Regions from separate parts of the Mus musculus genome. Here region 2 is linked to region 1. A link is a contact called in public HiChIP or PLAC-seq data. All regions are on one chromosome and are shown on one strand. Each heading gives the region's core, a stretch centred on a gene start, on an enhancer-like site or on the middle of the called end of the contact. The rest is flanking DNA. Distances are from core to core; before and after follow the strand shown. Region 1 overlaps Ldlrad3 (low density lipoprotein receptor class A domain containing 3). Region 2 has its middle 58 kb from the start of Gm13872.

Region 1 (7,814 bases), core at 3,048-5,547:
CCACCCAGCCTCCCGCAGTCTGCTGAGGCTCTGGCTGAAGCAGGCATTGCCTTTTATCCAGCCTGCTTCTAACTCATTATTTACATAGACTATAAAATAATGCTTAACTCTAAATTACCGCAAGTCAGAGCCTCGAGTGAGGCTAGCTAGACCTTCCCAGATGAAAGCCGACTAAATACAATAGGGAGGGAGGAGGACAGCCACAAATAAAATGTCACTGAGTGCCTAATGATAGAAGGCTATGCGACAGCCTGCGTAATTGGGCAAAGTGGCTGATGGCAACAGCTGGCGGGGTTAGCTGGTCTTCGGTTCTATTTATGTGTTTATCTGCTGCCTGTCACCATAATGGCCACAAGCAGTATTGATCACAGATTAATTTTGCCTCATCCCTTCTGTTTCTCAGCTCTACCCTTATCAGGCTCACCTCCTCCCCTCAAATAGACATCCAAATGAATATGTGGGGTAACCTGAAGTTTAGGGGCACAGTCTGTCTACCAGGGAATGTAAAAGCAAGACCTCCTGTGACCCTGGCACTATCCTAAGAGGCCTTAAATCTTCTAATATGACAGCCTTATGAGTTGGATATCATTGCTGCTGTTTTACAGATGCAGCCAGGGACTTAGCTACTTGATGGAAGCCACCCAGGTTGGGACTGCTGTAACTATGCCTTATTGGGCTCTGCAGATGTTTAGATATCTCAACACATGTCCTAGAATCAGAACTCTTTCTTTAAAACTTATTTTGTAGCATTTGTGTGTGTGTGTATACATATATATTATATACATATATATGCATACATGTATATATGTATGAATAAGAGAAGCAGAGTAAAAAATTCTTTTTACTCTACCTACCTTTCTCCTGAAGAACTAACACCCATTGGTTCGCCCAGGGTAGGTTGGTCAGTGAACCCCAGGAATCCTCCTGTCTTTACCTCCCAATTTCTGGGACTATAAACATTCACCATCACACTTTTTCTTTATATAGGTCCGAATGCTTGCAAACCTAAATCACTCCCCCGCCCCCGTGGCCGTACTTTTCACTGTGAACTACACAATGCCCTTTTAGTCTCTCAGCTACGTGTGACCTCCACTTCTCCCACAGCGAAAAATCTCCTTTCTGTTTCTCAGACTCGCCATGCTCTTGCCTCAGGGCCTCTCCGGGTGCTCCTACCTCTGCCCTGCTCACCTGGGTCACACAGGCTGCCCTGCCTCACCGTGAACCTTTTGCAGTTGAACCTGTGTGCCTGCCTCCTCGTGTGTCTTAGACAAAGGCAGCAGAGAGCAAGCGCTCTGTGCATGGGCTGCTGGAGCCTCTGTTCAGATCCCAGCTGTACTGCCTGTGTCGATTGTGGGACCGTAGGCAGGAGACTTCCTCTTTCTGTCCTCCGTTTCCCATCTGTAAAAGAGAGATAAGCACAGAGTTGCTAAGCAGTGAATTAACTAATACATGAAAGTCCCCTCTGCACAGAGTGACCCACGGCGCGCCCTGAGCAGATGGTAATTGCTATTACTGTCATCATTAATAAGATTATTATTGTTAGCCCAGATTGGGGAGTCACTGACGATGGAAGAGGCAGACAAATCAACTTCTGGAAAAGGGGAAACGGAGTCTTCAGCTGGCCAGTGGGGGGCGTGTAAGCTGTGCACTGAGGTCCCTGCTGGGCGTGAGGGGCTTCTTCTGGTGACATAGCAAGCACAGGTTGTTCCCTCCTCTTAGCATTGAAGTGTGCAGGTGTGGGAAGCCCCTCTTTGTGCCCCTCCATGGGCTTAGAGAGACGTGCAGTGGATAGAGTAGTGTTTTCCTACTGGGCACGGTAATCCCACGCCTCATAAATCTTGTGGCTAGCAGAGCAGCTCCATGATCCTGTTCTGTGTTCTCCAGTAGTCCCCAGTCAGTCTCTGACAGAAAGCCACTTCTTTTTTGAAGCAGACAGAGAAGCCATAGCTTATGTCTAACCAGAGACAAACGAGGTCACTTTATAGAGTGTCGTGGAACCCAGTCAGTGTATCCCTGTGGACACGCACAGTGCCTCTCCTCAGACTCACATACAGGAGCATGTGGAACCTAGCGCTCTGCTCTATAGAGCCTCACGGATTCCTTAGGATGCCCTCATTCTTTCCCCTTTGCTCCAGGCTCCGCACATCAGTTCATCTGCTGGCCTCAAGCCGGAGCATTCACACGTCATCCCTGAGAGGCATGGATCTGCTCTTGGGCTCCATTGGCTCTATTCACCCTGTTTCCTGTTCCTAAATCAAGGCTGAAACTACATAGAACAAAGCTGCCCTGTAACCCAGAGGGACCACCCAATGTAGTCACAGTAGGCAGATTTCTCATTAAAGTCAAGAAGCTATGGGAAAGACCCTGTCAGCCAGTACCATCATAGACTCTTCCAGAATGTCCCAATACAAGAATGTAGGGGTTAGGGGGTGAATGCTGATCTCCAGAAAAGCTGGCTGCAGGCTGTGTCAAATTTAGACAGCAAGGTATGACACGCGGGTTATCTAGCCAGACTTCCAACTTTGCTTTCATCCACAGGTGCAGTGATAAGATGCTGGGGTGGGCACTAGGTTGCCATTTGGGCTTTAGTCTCTGTAAGGCCAGTGTTCTAGGTAATCTATGGCATGTCTCTGTCTTTCGTTTCCTCTTAAATTTCTACTGGAAAGAAGAAAGAACTCTGTGTAGTCACAGTCCACAAAGGACTCACATATAAAGGACATAGGATAGTTGAGATAATTTGGACACTTGTAACCATTCCACAGCTAGGTCCAGTGCTTACACAATGTGTCCTGGGAGCTTCCCTCTGCAAACAGAAATTTAAGGGGCCAGCCAGAGGGAAAAAAACACTGGACTGTCGGTAGTGATTATCTCTGTTGGTGACTGCTGAAAATTTTTATATCTGATTGTATTCCTTAATACCAAGCAGAGTTCTTTTGTGTTTTGAAAGAAAGATTTGCATTTAAAAATAAAGGCCAGGGCCTGGACACGTAGCTCAGTTGATAGACTGACTGCTTGCATAGCTTATGGCCCTGAGTTTGTTCAGCAGCTGCCATAAACCAGGCCCACGTCTGTGAAGCCAGCACCCAGGAGATGGAGGCAAGAGCGTCAGAAGTTCAAGGTCTTTCTTGGCCACATAGGGAGTTCAAGGTTGGCATGGTTACATGATACCCTATCTCAGAAAAACCCAAAAATGAGTAAAGGCTAGATTCCTGAATGTTTCTCATCCTGATCTGAACAAAGAAGACACAAACAGCCATTAGGAGCTAAATATATAGGTCTTAAGGAATATCTTTATTTTATGATTTATTTGTATTCATTAAACATTAACAAGACTGCAAGCTTGCCTATGGATCTGGGATGGCTGAGCGGAGGTTTGAAAGACGGTCAGCTGTGAATAATTTATTCTGAAAATCACAGAAAATAAAGTAGCACTTGGGAGGAGGAGATTTTGCACTGATATGTTTGGATTTATACAGTACATGCTGTCTAATCCTGGGAGAGTTCCTTTCATATCTCTCTCTGTGCCTTCGTTTCCCCATATGTAAGAGAAAAGTGAACTAGCCTCAGTTATTATGAGAATAAAAAGCTTAACAACAATCTTGAATTCAAGAATAAGGCCAGGGCCAGGCGGTGGTGGCTCGTGCCTTTAATCCCAGCACTTGGGAGGCAGAGACAGGCCGATTTCTGAGTTCAAGACCAGCTTGGTCTACAAAGTGAGTTTCAGGACAGCCAGCCAGGGCTATACAGAGAAACCCTGTTTCAAAAAACCAAAAAAAAAAAAAAAAAAAAAAAGAAAGAAAAGAAAAAGCATAAGGCCAGATGCCTTAGATGCCTTATTATGCCATAAACTCAGGCCACGTCCCCGTTTGCCTGGAGATGCTTAGGCTTCGGACGTGCTCTATGGCCTCACATCAGAAGTAGCAGTAGCAACAGCAGCATTGAGATAATAAATTGGTGACGGTGCCTCGACTTCTAACCACATCTGAGTCACCACGCTGGCTTCTTAATTAGGTCGCCCACTTGCGCCTTGTCTGACTCATAGCCGTCCATATAACTTGCCTTCTCTTTACACATTGGGGTGCTTAGGTTCAGAAGGGTCACACCCTGCCCAAGATCACACAGCTTGTCACACATTCACGCTCATTCCAAAGCCCATGCTTGGACGCACTTGCCTGTCACGCTTACATTTTACATCTGCCTGCAGGTGTCTAAAGCACACACTTGCCTTGCTTTTGCTACCTCGAAGGTCTGGGTGGGGTGTTTTAGTGCCCTTCAAAAATATATCAGAATGTGTCCAGCTGTTTCCCCATGTGTTGGAGGAAGGAGAAGTATCCGAGGTAGCAGAGAGCTGGAGTTCCTTGCTGTTACATATTGATAGCAGAAGGCTTTTTATTTAAAGGAAATTGAGACCAATTATATGGCTTGCAATTAAACTCAGAAAGGGAATTGAAAGATGGAGAATTAATTTCCTGTTTGTTTGTGATACAGTATCTAGGCAAACAGTTAATCAGCACTTGTATCAACACCCACCCCATAGGGCTCAGCCCTGTAAGTGCAGCCTCCTCTGCCTCCCCCGAGAACACTGGTCCATCTTACACAGTTAGCACTGCCTTGCTCGGCCTTGCTCTGTGCCAGGTGCTTGACAAATGCAGATTCCTAAGTCACCGTGCACAGATGCTCGGCTAGGGCCTGGGGGGTTGTGATGTCACAGAAATCATTACATCCTAAGAGCAGCAGCAGCAACACATAGCAGACACGTGTGGTCAGACTTACACAAAGAGCAGCTTCAGGTGTGATGGGCAGTAGTAGGCAGAGGCCAAGGTTGGCCCTGAGAGACCATGCTGGGCCTCCACTTTTATAACCAAATGAAGGACACGGAGGGCAAATGCCAAGTCCTGTGGAGCAAAACAGGCAGATTTGAGATTTCGCACAGGAGAGGTGATAAGACCTAGCAGTCTGCTTTGGAGGGAGAGAGAGGGAAGGATGGGGGAGGGAGCCCTGTCTTCAGATGCCCTGGTCACCATGGGGGAGAGGTTAAGTTCAAAGGTGCACTGTACAATTCTGGAGGCCTTCTATTCGCCTGTCCCTCTTGACTATGTCAAAGCCAGGGAGTCTGACTTGCAGGGGTGGTGGCTAAGGCTACTATGAACAGGAGCTGGTGTCTCGCTGCTTCTAAGAAGGCCAGAGGTATGAGGTCTGGAATTTCCTGTCAATACAGCCTTCATCTTCACATCCAGCATCCTGTGTCTCAGGCCAGAATGAAAATAACAAGGAGCCAGGAAGGGTCCCCAACCGTGCTGCAGACATGAGCCAACCCAGCCAGGAAGGGTCTCCAGCCATCCTGCGGACATGAGCCTACATCCAGCCAGGCTTGCCACAGGTCCACGGGGCTTTCTGGGCTTAGAGCCTGTAGATAATTCCCTTTTCTCAGTTCCCATCCCAAGTTCTATAAGCTCTGCCACCCCCTGCAGGTGGGTGTAAGCTGAGGTTGGGCACTTTGCCAGGACAGCAGCTGAGGCACAGAGTTCTGCCATATTTCCGTCACAGTGAGGCAGTTGGAGGCTGTGAAAGGAGGTACTTTGTGGTGGCAGGGACTTTTGTACCACCCTTGCCCCACCCCACAGTCTTCTCGCCTCCTTTGGGTCTTTGCTTGGTGAACTGTTTTAGGACCACTTTCTGCCAAAAGATGTTTCCTTTCCCAGCCTCCACCCACATTGGTTGATAGGATAACCATGGCTCGGCTTCCTGCAAGCCCACGTACTATGTTCATTTAGCTCACTGCAGAGCATGGAGACAGGCGGCAAATGGCAATCACAAGCATGTGAGTCGTGTAAGGAAAAGTGTAGGGCACAATAGGATAAGAGTGGAGTCCTCTAAGCAGAGGTTTGCAGTTTCAATCTGGAGGTGGGCAGGAGTCTGTGAAGAGGGAAGCGGCTGCTAGGTAGAGGGAACAGCAAGGTGAGGGAACCCCCATTGGAAGAGAGGAAGTGTGGGGATGCCTGCCTGTAGTGCCCACCTGGGTCAGGTGGGGGCTGGTCCTAGATACAGCGTACGATCCTGACCTACATCTCTAGGGTACTGGGAGGTCAGGAGTGGCCCAGAAGACATTTGGAAGGAAGAAGCAGATGCGCCTGAGCCAGGTGAGACCAGAAGGCATTACAGGGCTCTGGTGAGCTGTTTTGGTCTCACCACAAGCCTGCAAGGCCTTTCTGTAAGCCTGAGTTGGAGCTGAGGTTTCTCTCCAGCCCCCTCTACCACTCTGTTACTGCTCATTGCCCTCTACCGAAAGTCTGAGTGCTTAGACCATGCTAGGCACCTGTGATCGTTTGCATATGCTTGGCCCAGGGAGTGGCCCTATTAGAAAGTGTGGTCCTGTTGGAATAGGTATGGCCTTGTTGAAGTAGGTGTGTCACTGTGGGCGTGGGCTTAAGACCCTCACCCTAGCTGCCTGAAAGTCAGTGTTCTGCTAGCAGTCTCCAGATGAAGATATAGAACTCTCAGTTCCTCCTGCGCCACGCCTGCCTGGAAGGTCTCATCTTGATGATAATGGACTGAACCTCTCAACCTGTGAGCCAGGCCCGATTAAATGTTGTTCTTATAAGAGTTGCCTTGGTCATGGTGTCTGTTCACAGCAGTAAAACCCCAATTAAGACAGCACCCTGAGTGGTGCTTCTTGTGACTCACCCCCTGTGCCTCTCACTGCTGCTGATTAGGAGCTTCTGTGGCTACGCTATGCTGTGGTATCATTGCACCACTCCTGGGGACTGTCAGCTCTGGAGTCTGAAATGCATTGTTCTCTGAATTTTAATCAAAGCACTTGATCTCCTGTTCTTCCAGTGTCAAGACTCCAGCATCCCAGATCATCCACCCCGTTGACTAGACAGAAACTTCTACCTGTGCTCCATCAGCCCTGGCTTCTCTCAGGATGCTCTTGTCTGACTTTGTCCCACCACAAGTGGGCCCAGTGGATCTCAGTGCACATGGATGGGAGGCTGTGCCTGTTACAGTGCTTGGATGAGGGATGCTTGCATTTTACACAAGGAATTACAGTGAAATGAGAGGCAGCTTGCAAGCAAGTTTTGGCCATGGGGGTTGGGGACGCTTTTCCTCTGTAATGTCCTCCCGCCTCTGGCCTTCTCAGATAGGGCAGGATTGGTATTTCTCTGTAAGGGAAGAAGTTGTATCATGAATGACAGTAGTTGGGTCCTGAAATTAACCAGTCATAAAGTAAATAAATACATTGGTTACTTTGGGGCCAAAGGACAATATACCAAACCAAGAAACAGCACCAAGTTTTTTTATGCTTAGCTTTTCTGAGTGAAATAGTATTGCTATTACTGGGGACAATCTGCCCTTTTTAAAGGACTGTGGTATAATACACAGCACACGGAATCTTCCATCTTCCGTGGTTTGTTTGTTTGTTTGTTTTGAGACAGGGTTTCTCTCTGTAGCCTTGGCTGTCCTAGAACTCACTTTATAGACCAGGCTGGCCTCGAACTCAGAGATCCGCCTGCCTCTGCCTCCCAAGTGTTGGGATTAAAGGCGTGCACCATCACACCTGGCCTTCCTTGGTTTTGAGGTGCAGCTCACCAGTGCAGAATACCGACTCCACTGGCTTACTCACATTTTGAATCCAGAAGAGAATGCCCAGATGTGTGTCAGGTCAGAACAGAAAATGAAAACAACTGTCTCTGGGCTGTAGAATCTGGAGTGTTTACGGAGGCTGCATGGTTTGTACCACAAATCTTGTCTCAGTGAACCCACCTGGGCCTGGAGCAGGGTGGGTGAAGGGAGGCAGGCACATCTGCATGGTT
Region 2 (7,814 bases), core at 1,602-4,101, 770 kb before region 1:
TAAGATATTATGTACTTATTATCCCAGCTCGCAAGATTCAAAACAGCTAGGACAATCATAAGTCTGATAGGCCAGCCTTGGCTACAAAGAAAGACACTATCTCAAAAATAAAACCAAGCAAAAAAAAAAAATCACAAAAGAATCAGACTTCTCACTTGTCATCTTTGAAGAGAGAAGGCCAACAGACACGGGAGAATGAAAGTTTCCAGCCTAGAGGAAGCTTGCCAAATGGAGTGTACCCTCAAAAGAGCTTCCCAGAGACTTGGGTATTTCCAAGAAAAATAACTTGTAACCCACAGACTACACTAACCCTGGCTGAGTAGTAAAATCTGTGCACCTGTAGAACCCTTCCAAAACCAAGGGCCCCTAGAACTCTAACAGTAAATAGTAGGCCTTCAAGAATACACCACTGGAAGTTTTACCTTGAACTAAATGAACATCATGAAAGTGTTTTGTTTAGCCTGTGTTAAATTAAACTCATTTAACTATACTTAAAGAAAATGTGGAGGGAAATATTTCCAGGCTAGACTCTTGACTGAGCTATGATACAAAGTATGGATAAGAGGAGAATTTCAGATATGCACAGTATCCAAGCCCATTCAGTCATTCTCAGGCAACCCCCAAAGAATGCATTCTACCTAAAATTAAATGCTATCAAGAAAAGAAAGATGTGAGGGTGAAGAAATAAAGAGGATTCTTTAAATGGCGGAAGGAGATCCCAGGGGATGATGGTCCATCCAATCTAGGGGGAAATCAGTCCAAATTAGAGAACAGACTAAAAATAGAACAAATACATGGTTTGCCTCTGTTGACTCCTAATTAAAAAGGGATTCACATTTTGCTTGTATCAGCTAACTGCCGATGCAGTAAGATGAGCTCTAAAATTAGATGCTTAAAATAACAAACATTAACGTATTTCTCCCAAGTCTGAGGGTTGATTCAGTCTCTCTGCTGATCTGGGCTGGCTCAGTTGACTCATTCATGTTTATGTTGTTGATAAACTGCTTGGAGAAACACTGCCAGTCTAGGATGGTTTCATCTCGGATGCCAAGATTGTTTCCATATGTATCTCACATGCTACCAGCTGGCTTGTATAGGCCTGGCAGGGACCTAGAAAGAAAATGAATGCTTACATAGCTCCTAGTGGTCAAAGCCCAAAACTAACTTTGTATGATTCCACCATATTGTTTTGGCCAAGCCCAAACCCAAGTGCAACTTAGATTTAAAGGAGAGAGAGAGACAGAGACAGAGACTGAGAGACAGAGAGAAACAGAGAGACAGAGACACACAGAGAGATTGATTGATTCTGTCTTCCAGTGGGAAGAGCTATAAAGATACCTTCCAAAGAATGAGACAGGAGGAGACCAATTACAAGGCCTTTTAGTACAAACAGTTTATAGTGGGTGTGTTGAAAGATTTTCATGGCTTAAGGCTACCTCTGATATTTATGTTTATGTTTATGTTCATGTTTTTGTTTCAGAAACACCATTTAGGCCATAGCAGTAACATAGCATGGAAAACCATGAACAAATTCATAAATGCCATTCTATTGGAGAAGAAGGAGCAGACACACGCAAGTATGTATGTTTGGGAGTATCCAGAGCATTATAAAGATCACGAGCACTGGTGTCAGGACTAAAAGCTGGGTTTTTTAATATTGGTTCTTTCACCTACTTAGCAGTCGGATCCTGCTTACATTTCTTAAATAACTGGAGTTGTAGTTTATCACCCGAAATAAAGAGTGGGCAGGAAAAGTGTCCACGGCTAGGGTATTAGGTAAGGTTCTTAGTGTTATCTGGTGTGTTATAGGCTCTCAAAATGTTAATTTCAAGGCTGAGGAGATGGTTCATTCAATAAACCATCTGCTGTCCAGGCACGAGGGCCTACCTGAGTCCACATCTCCAACATCCAAGTAAAAAGCCACATGTGGAGGTACCCCAACCTCTGGGACCCCCAGTATAGGCAGATCTCTGGGGCTCACTGGTTAGACGGCCTGGCTTAAAGGACTTCCATGTTCAGTAAACGACCCTGTTTCAAAATCAAGGTGGAGAACAATCAGAGATGTCAAGAACCTTTGAAATCAATCTCTGGTCTTCCCATAGGTGCATACAGCCATAGGAACACATTCATACAATACAAACACGCAGACATATAGACACACACACACATATGCACACACATGCATGAGTACACAACACCTACTGACACAGACACACAAACAAACATACACACATGAATTCCTACCTGCCATGTCAACATTTATACAGTAGGTCTTTAGTTTCTTCCTTCCCCATCCCTTCTTGTTTCCTGAACTCTGACCCTAATTGTGTGGTTATTAACTTAGGGTGACTATATCCATATTATTTAAAGATCTAAGGCACCTTGTGAGGCAAGCTCATTGATTTTCACAGAAGAGCTTTTGTTTTCAAAGCAAGACCTAAGAGCAAGGAGTCACCAAAGCAAACATCTGGTATCCTTGATGAAATATCAGCCTATCCAAGATGTGGCTACACATTAACCAAAATTGGGCACCAAGCTGTGGCTTTTGATGTCATCCTCAGGAAGTGTCTTACCCCACCTTTACTCAGATTGAGCGCACTCCCCCTTCCTAGTACCGCCTTGACCGTGTCCACCTGTCACTAACATAGTTCAATCTTATCAGTTTCCCCATTGTCCTCTCTCTTCCACTTTGGCAAACTTATTGAGAACAGGCTTTGTGTTTGTACCTCCAAACGGGAACAAACATCCCAGCTCAATTATGGCCTCCAAAGTTACTATCTAGTACTGATCACTTATGAATGTCTGTGTTTATACATTCAACTAGTGATGAAGAAATCCTTATCCCATTTTTAATGGATGAGTCAGCTAGGAACACAGAGAAGTATATTGTAGTCTCCAAACCACCCAAGTAGAAAGTGGTAGAGTTATGCTGGAGTTCTGACTTCCCCTGTCTCATTGCCTATTGTCATAAGTTTGTTAACTTGAATTTGTTGATATTAAGAGATCATTTTCAAACCTTATAAGCCAGGCCAACACTCCAGAGCTCTCTGTGGGAGTCAAAGAGTCTTCCTGAAGCATAAGTGAAGATATGTACCATGTAGGCTATATTGACGAAGGAGTTTATTTAGAAACCTATAAACACCTCCTAGATGCTGTATTTATTGGAAGAAGGAGGATCAGGTCATGTGGAAGTGTGGGGAGTTGTGCCATGGTGGCCCACGCAAAGGGTCATAGAGTTAGGAAGTCTGATCCAGCACCCTGGCCTCGGGCCCCACTTCTTGCCTCTGCTGACATCTAGTCTTCAACACCAGTAGTTTGTTTGCTTGTTAGGGCTCCCCATCTCCCGCCCCTTCCATCCCACCCTCCTCAGGCTTCCAGACTGCTGACCTCATCACGTGGTGACTGCTGTTTTCCAGCAGCTTCATCCAAACCACTTCCTCCATCCTCACCCCCGGAGGAGAAATGGCAAAAACTCCAGGAAAAGCAGCTAACATCTAGTTTTAGCATGACCGTCTTTAAAGTCAGACCCTGGGTTCAAACCCAACTTTGCCATACTTTGTTTACTGATGTGTATCTTAAGTAATTTAGCAATGATGTGTCTTCATTTTCTCATCTGTAAGATGGGAATAGTCATTTCTATCAGAAAGATATCTGGGAAATTGAATGAGACAAAAAGACAAAATTTGATAGGAGCATATGGCTTTTCTGTTTCTCATTCCTCACACCAGAAGTGCTGACACCCTAGTCTTCTCACCCAGATACTCAAATAGCTATTAGAGAGGAAACAGGGACCTCTCTTGTTTTCTGGGGAGTGTGGAAGTAGGCAGGTATGTTACTGCTTTTTATTTTATTTTATTTTATTTTATTTTATTTTATTTTATTTTATTTTATTTTATTTCACAAAGGCCTTGCCAGAACTTGGTGTCCTCTAGATGTAGAGAGGAGAGAACGGCTACCCATTCCAGGGCCCAGCCTCCTCAGAATCTAGGCAGACAATTTGGAATTTATCTGCTTAGAAGTGGGGAGGCAGGTTTTGAGCAGTTGGAGACCTGAAGGAAATTCAGATTTCTGATGAAGTCAGTGGAGTTCTTGAGAGCTTTGCTTTTTTACTTTCTCCCTCCTATCACTTGAAGTCTCCTCAAGAAATAGAGAATATCCAGAAAAAGATGTCAGAAAGATAAAAGGAGAAGGGTGAAAAGAAGAAAGGGATCAAAACAGTTATCCAGGAGCACTCAGATAACGGTTGTTTATTAAGTCTCATCTGTGAACACAGTAGCCACATAAATCACAGTAGCTGTAAAGCAGTGGGTTTTAAAAAACAAATTTCTAGACTAGCTGCTCTTGGCTTCTCTTCTAACTGTTTGAAGCCAAGGTTTGGGAAACCACTGAAGCTCAGAAATACAAAGCCCGAGTTGCAAAGCCACTAGTGATGCTGGAGTCTCTCTCAGTGCTGGAGCTTCTCTGAATCAGAAAAAAAATCCCTGATACCTGGGTTCATGTACCTCCTAGAAACTGTCATTTCTTTGTGGCTTTAGGCCAACTTGTTGGCTATTTCTGGCCTGTTGATAATGTGCCCTCTAGTGGAAATCCCAGAAACCTCTCTTTGATCTTTGTGGAAGTTGAATGCTATTTGATTTCAATCCTGAATCCTCAAGGCAAATCTAGAAAGAAGAAGGAAGGTGAACGTGGGGATCCTTTCACTAAAGGCTTGTGTGGAGAAGCAGTGTTTCTGGGTAGTCTGGGCTCAAGCATTCAGATAGTGTTCCATCTTCTGGTTTAGTCAGCATCTTGTATTTGAAAAGGATTCACAGATCATGGGGGAAAGGAGACAGTAAGCTCCAGCATGACCATCATTTGCCCCCTATCTGCTAATTTCTAGACATTTTCTGGTCTATTTGGAGACATCCTTATCCGAGGAGTACAAAGAAGAGTAGTCAAGTGACTTTTCTGAGGAAGATACAAAGAAAGATTTTGACCTGTGACTGATGACCCTGGGCACTGGTTATCTTTCAGGCACTGTCTTAGACATAGTGCATACCAAACTTGAGTTTCTTTCAGTAGATACAGACAATAGAATGTGGTTTACAGAGTTATGAGGACAAAACACATTGATGTCTTAAAGGTCTCAGAATATTGTCTAGCAAGGAGCACTCTGTAAGCACACACATTAAAGTGAGAAAAGTAAAGCAAGACACTGAGCACCTGAGATAAAGCTCCATTTATCCTCATCCTACAGATAGGAAGAGCCAGGCACAGCAAGCATGGCCACTCCACTAGAAAGGGGCAGGGCTGAGCTCTGCATGAACAGCCTGGGACAGAAAACATTCTTTGAACTCCTACATCACTTTGTTTTTATTTGAACACATCAAATCCTCTTTGTGAGGGTTGGTGTGAGGGTGCAGTTGTGTAGGGGGTACATGTAGAGTCTAGAAGTTAGCCTTAGGTGTTGTTCTTCGGGACACCATCCATTTGGGGGTTTTGTTAATGTTGTTGGTTTGTATGTTGTTTCATTTTGTTTTGACGCACGGTGTCTTACTGGCTTGGAGCTCAGTGATTCAGCTAGGCTGGCTAGCTAACAAACCCCAGTGATCCACCATGCTCGACCTTTTATAGTTTTTACTGAGTTCTGGGGATGAGACTCAGGCCCTCGTGCTTGCACAGCAGCAAGCATCTTGACCAATTGAATTCTCTCCCCATCCCTTTAACTAACAAACCAGCCCTCTCAACAGAAGTATTTTCATTGTACTTCCCAAAGAAAGTTGGTGTCAACTCTAATAAACCATTAAACAAATTTCAAGGTGATCAAAATAGATAAAAATGACTCTAAAACAAGATTTGCTCATTAGACAAACAGGTGAATTATAAGTGGGTGGTCTGATTTCACTCCTGTTGCTGGGATAAAATACCTTGGTGAAAAAAAAAACAACTTAGGAAAGAAAGGGTTTACTTTGGTTTACAAATCTAGATTACAGTCCATTGTTGTAAGAAAAGTCAGGGAAGAAACTCAAACATCTAGAAAAAATGCATCTACAGTCAAGACAGAGATAAATTGATGCATATATTCTTGCTAATTTACTTGGGTTTGCTACTGTCATACAGTTTAGGATCCCCTGCCTAGGGAATGATGCCTCCCATAGTGAACTAGATCTTTTCACATCAATTGACTTAATTAAGTTAATCCTCCATATATAGTCCCAGAGGCTCACCCAATGTGGAGAATCCTTCATTGAGACTTTATTCCCAGTGATTCCAGGTTGTGTCAAGTTGATAGTTAAGGCTAGCATTCACAGTGTAGTACAGATAACATGTTAAGTTGTATTTGAGGATCTGATCAACACTCTGCTAGATTAGGCTCTATGTTTTCACTTACAATTATCCTTGTGGAAAGTTGAATTTGCTAGAACAAAATATAGAATCAGTCAATAAAGATATAAGATATAGCTTATTTTTATTTTAGTAGGCTCTTAAAAAGTTAACATTAAAGGTCAAAAAGTATTGGTTGACTTTATTTACAGAGTAAGATAAATAACTAATATCTACCTTCTGGAAAATTTTTTATGTCCATTTATGCACAAATGATCAATAACAAGAAACATTAGATAGAAGGAGAAGAGAAACCTAGCTCCCTGGCTCCTTCAAATTGTTTCAGGGATCTGAATAGTAATGCAGTGTCCGGATGCCTGTGGTGTACATCATAACTGAGATTTAAATAGGAGTAGATCCTTCAGACCATGTGACCAGAGGCTAGGATAATGTTACTGTGGCATCATTGGGGATTTAAGCTCAAATCATGCTCAAAGTGTTTTCTGTGCCACAAATAAATTCTAAATATTTTAGCAAGTCCAATAGTGGGTTGTACTTCAAATAATGTCATTGTGGCTGAATAGGCTGAGATATCCCACCCATCTCCAGCATCTAGAGAAATGTGTCTTAAATGTATTCCTTGGTGTATAGTAATGTCTGATAAATTAACACAGAGGCAAGATAGGGATAGTTATTTTTATTTTGCATGATAAGTTAGGTGTTAGTTTTGCTAGGATGAATATCAATATGAAGTGGTGCAATTGTACTTGTTATCCGGGTCAGAATAGGGGCTTTCCAGGAGAAATTAATGTTAAGATAGTAAGACTGGTTGAGTTTGCAGTAATCCTGGGGAAATCCAGCCACAAGCCAGGTGGAAGCTCCTTTCCTCAGTGACCAGAGATGAACTTCACCCTGAAAAACCCAGAGGCTGCAGGATCTACCGATCCTACCCTTCTCCATGGGGAGTGATCATGGCCCAAGGAGGATAAATGTGATTGGCACTCAAGGATGGAGGGTTGGGAAGCTGAAGAGCTGTAATAGGCAGTAGTTTCACTGTTTGCATGGGGATTAGGGATGGCCCAGGGACCAGGGAGGCTATGAGGGTAGTAGTTAGAGTTAAAGGAAGAGAGATAAGGCAAGTAGTTAAGAAGAGATGAGGAACACCTCTAGCTCCCCACTCTGCCCACACCAGTAGAAGCACACACATAGCATAAGCACTCAGACATACACCAAGACACACTACATGTCAAACGCATATGTGAATACGTGGATATACACAAGCTTTCTGACTTTGGGGTAAAGAACTGGATCTCCTTCCTTGCCCACACCTTTACAAGAATTACATAAAGCTTTCAATCAACTAGTAGGTGAGTATTCCACTCTTACAGTTAGGTTCACATTCTTTGTCATGATCCAGTACCTAGAACTGCCTGTCACATTGATGCTCAGTTAGATTGGATAAGTACACAAATGAATGACAGCCGGAAACACTCTAGATAGCAGGAAAAGAG

What was found. HiChIP or PLAC-seq counts read pairs in DNA pulled down with a chosen protein or histone mark.
Region 2: a contact with region 1 is called in an HNF4G HiChIP or PLAC-seq map of pancreatic cancer cells. The contact joins two enhancer-like sites. A contact is called at or near these places in 1 of 484 Hi-C or Micro-C datasets (cortical neurons) and 1 of 115 datasets of contacts at active chromatin or transcription factors (pancreatic cancer cells).

The regions. Positions count from the first base shown.
Region 1 is chr2:102,030,859-102,038,672 of GRCm38.p6, reverse strand. All of the region lies in intron 4 of Ldlrad3 (low density lipoprotein receptor class A domain containing 3), which reads left to right. Among named protein-coding and RNA genes, the nearest start is that of Gm39888, 43 kb to the right of the region's middle. Within about 2 kb of position 4,297, at least 72 of the 459 cell types and tissues checked have an H3K27ac peak or open chromatin away from gene starts, as enhancers often do. A contact at or near this core is called in pancreatic cancer cells, where this site is marked.
Region 2 is chr2:102,801,013-102,808,826 of GRCm38.p6, reverse strand. No RefSeq gene overlaps it. Among named protein-coding and RNA genes, the nearest start is that of Gm13872, 58 kb to the right of the region's middle. Within about 2 kb of position 2,851, at least 31 of the 459 cell types and tissues checked have an H3K27ac peak or open chromatin away from gene starts, as enhancers often do. A contact at or near this core is called in pancreatic cancer cells, where this site is marked.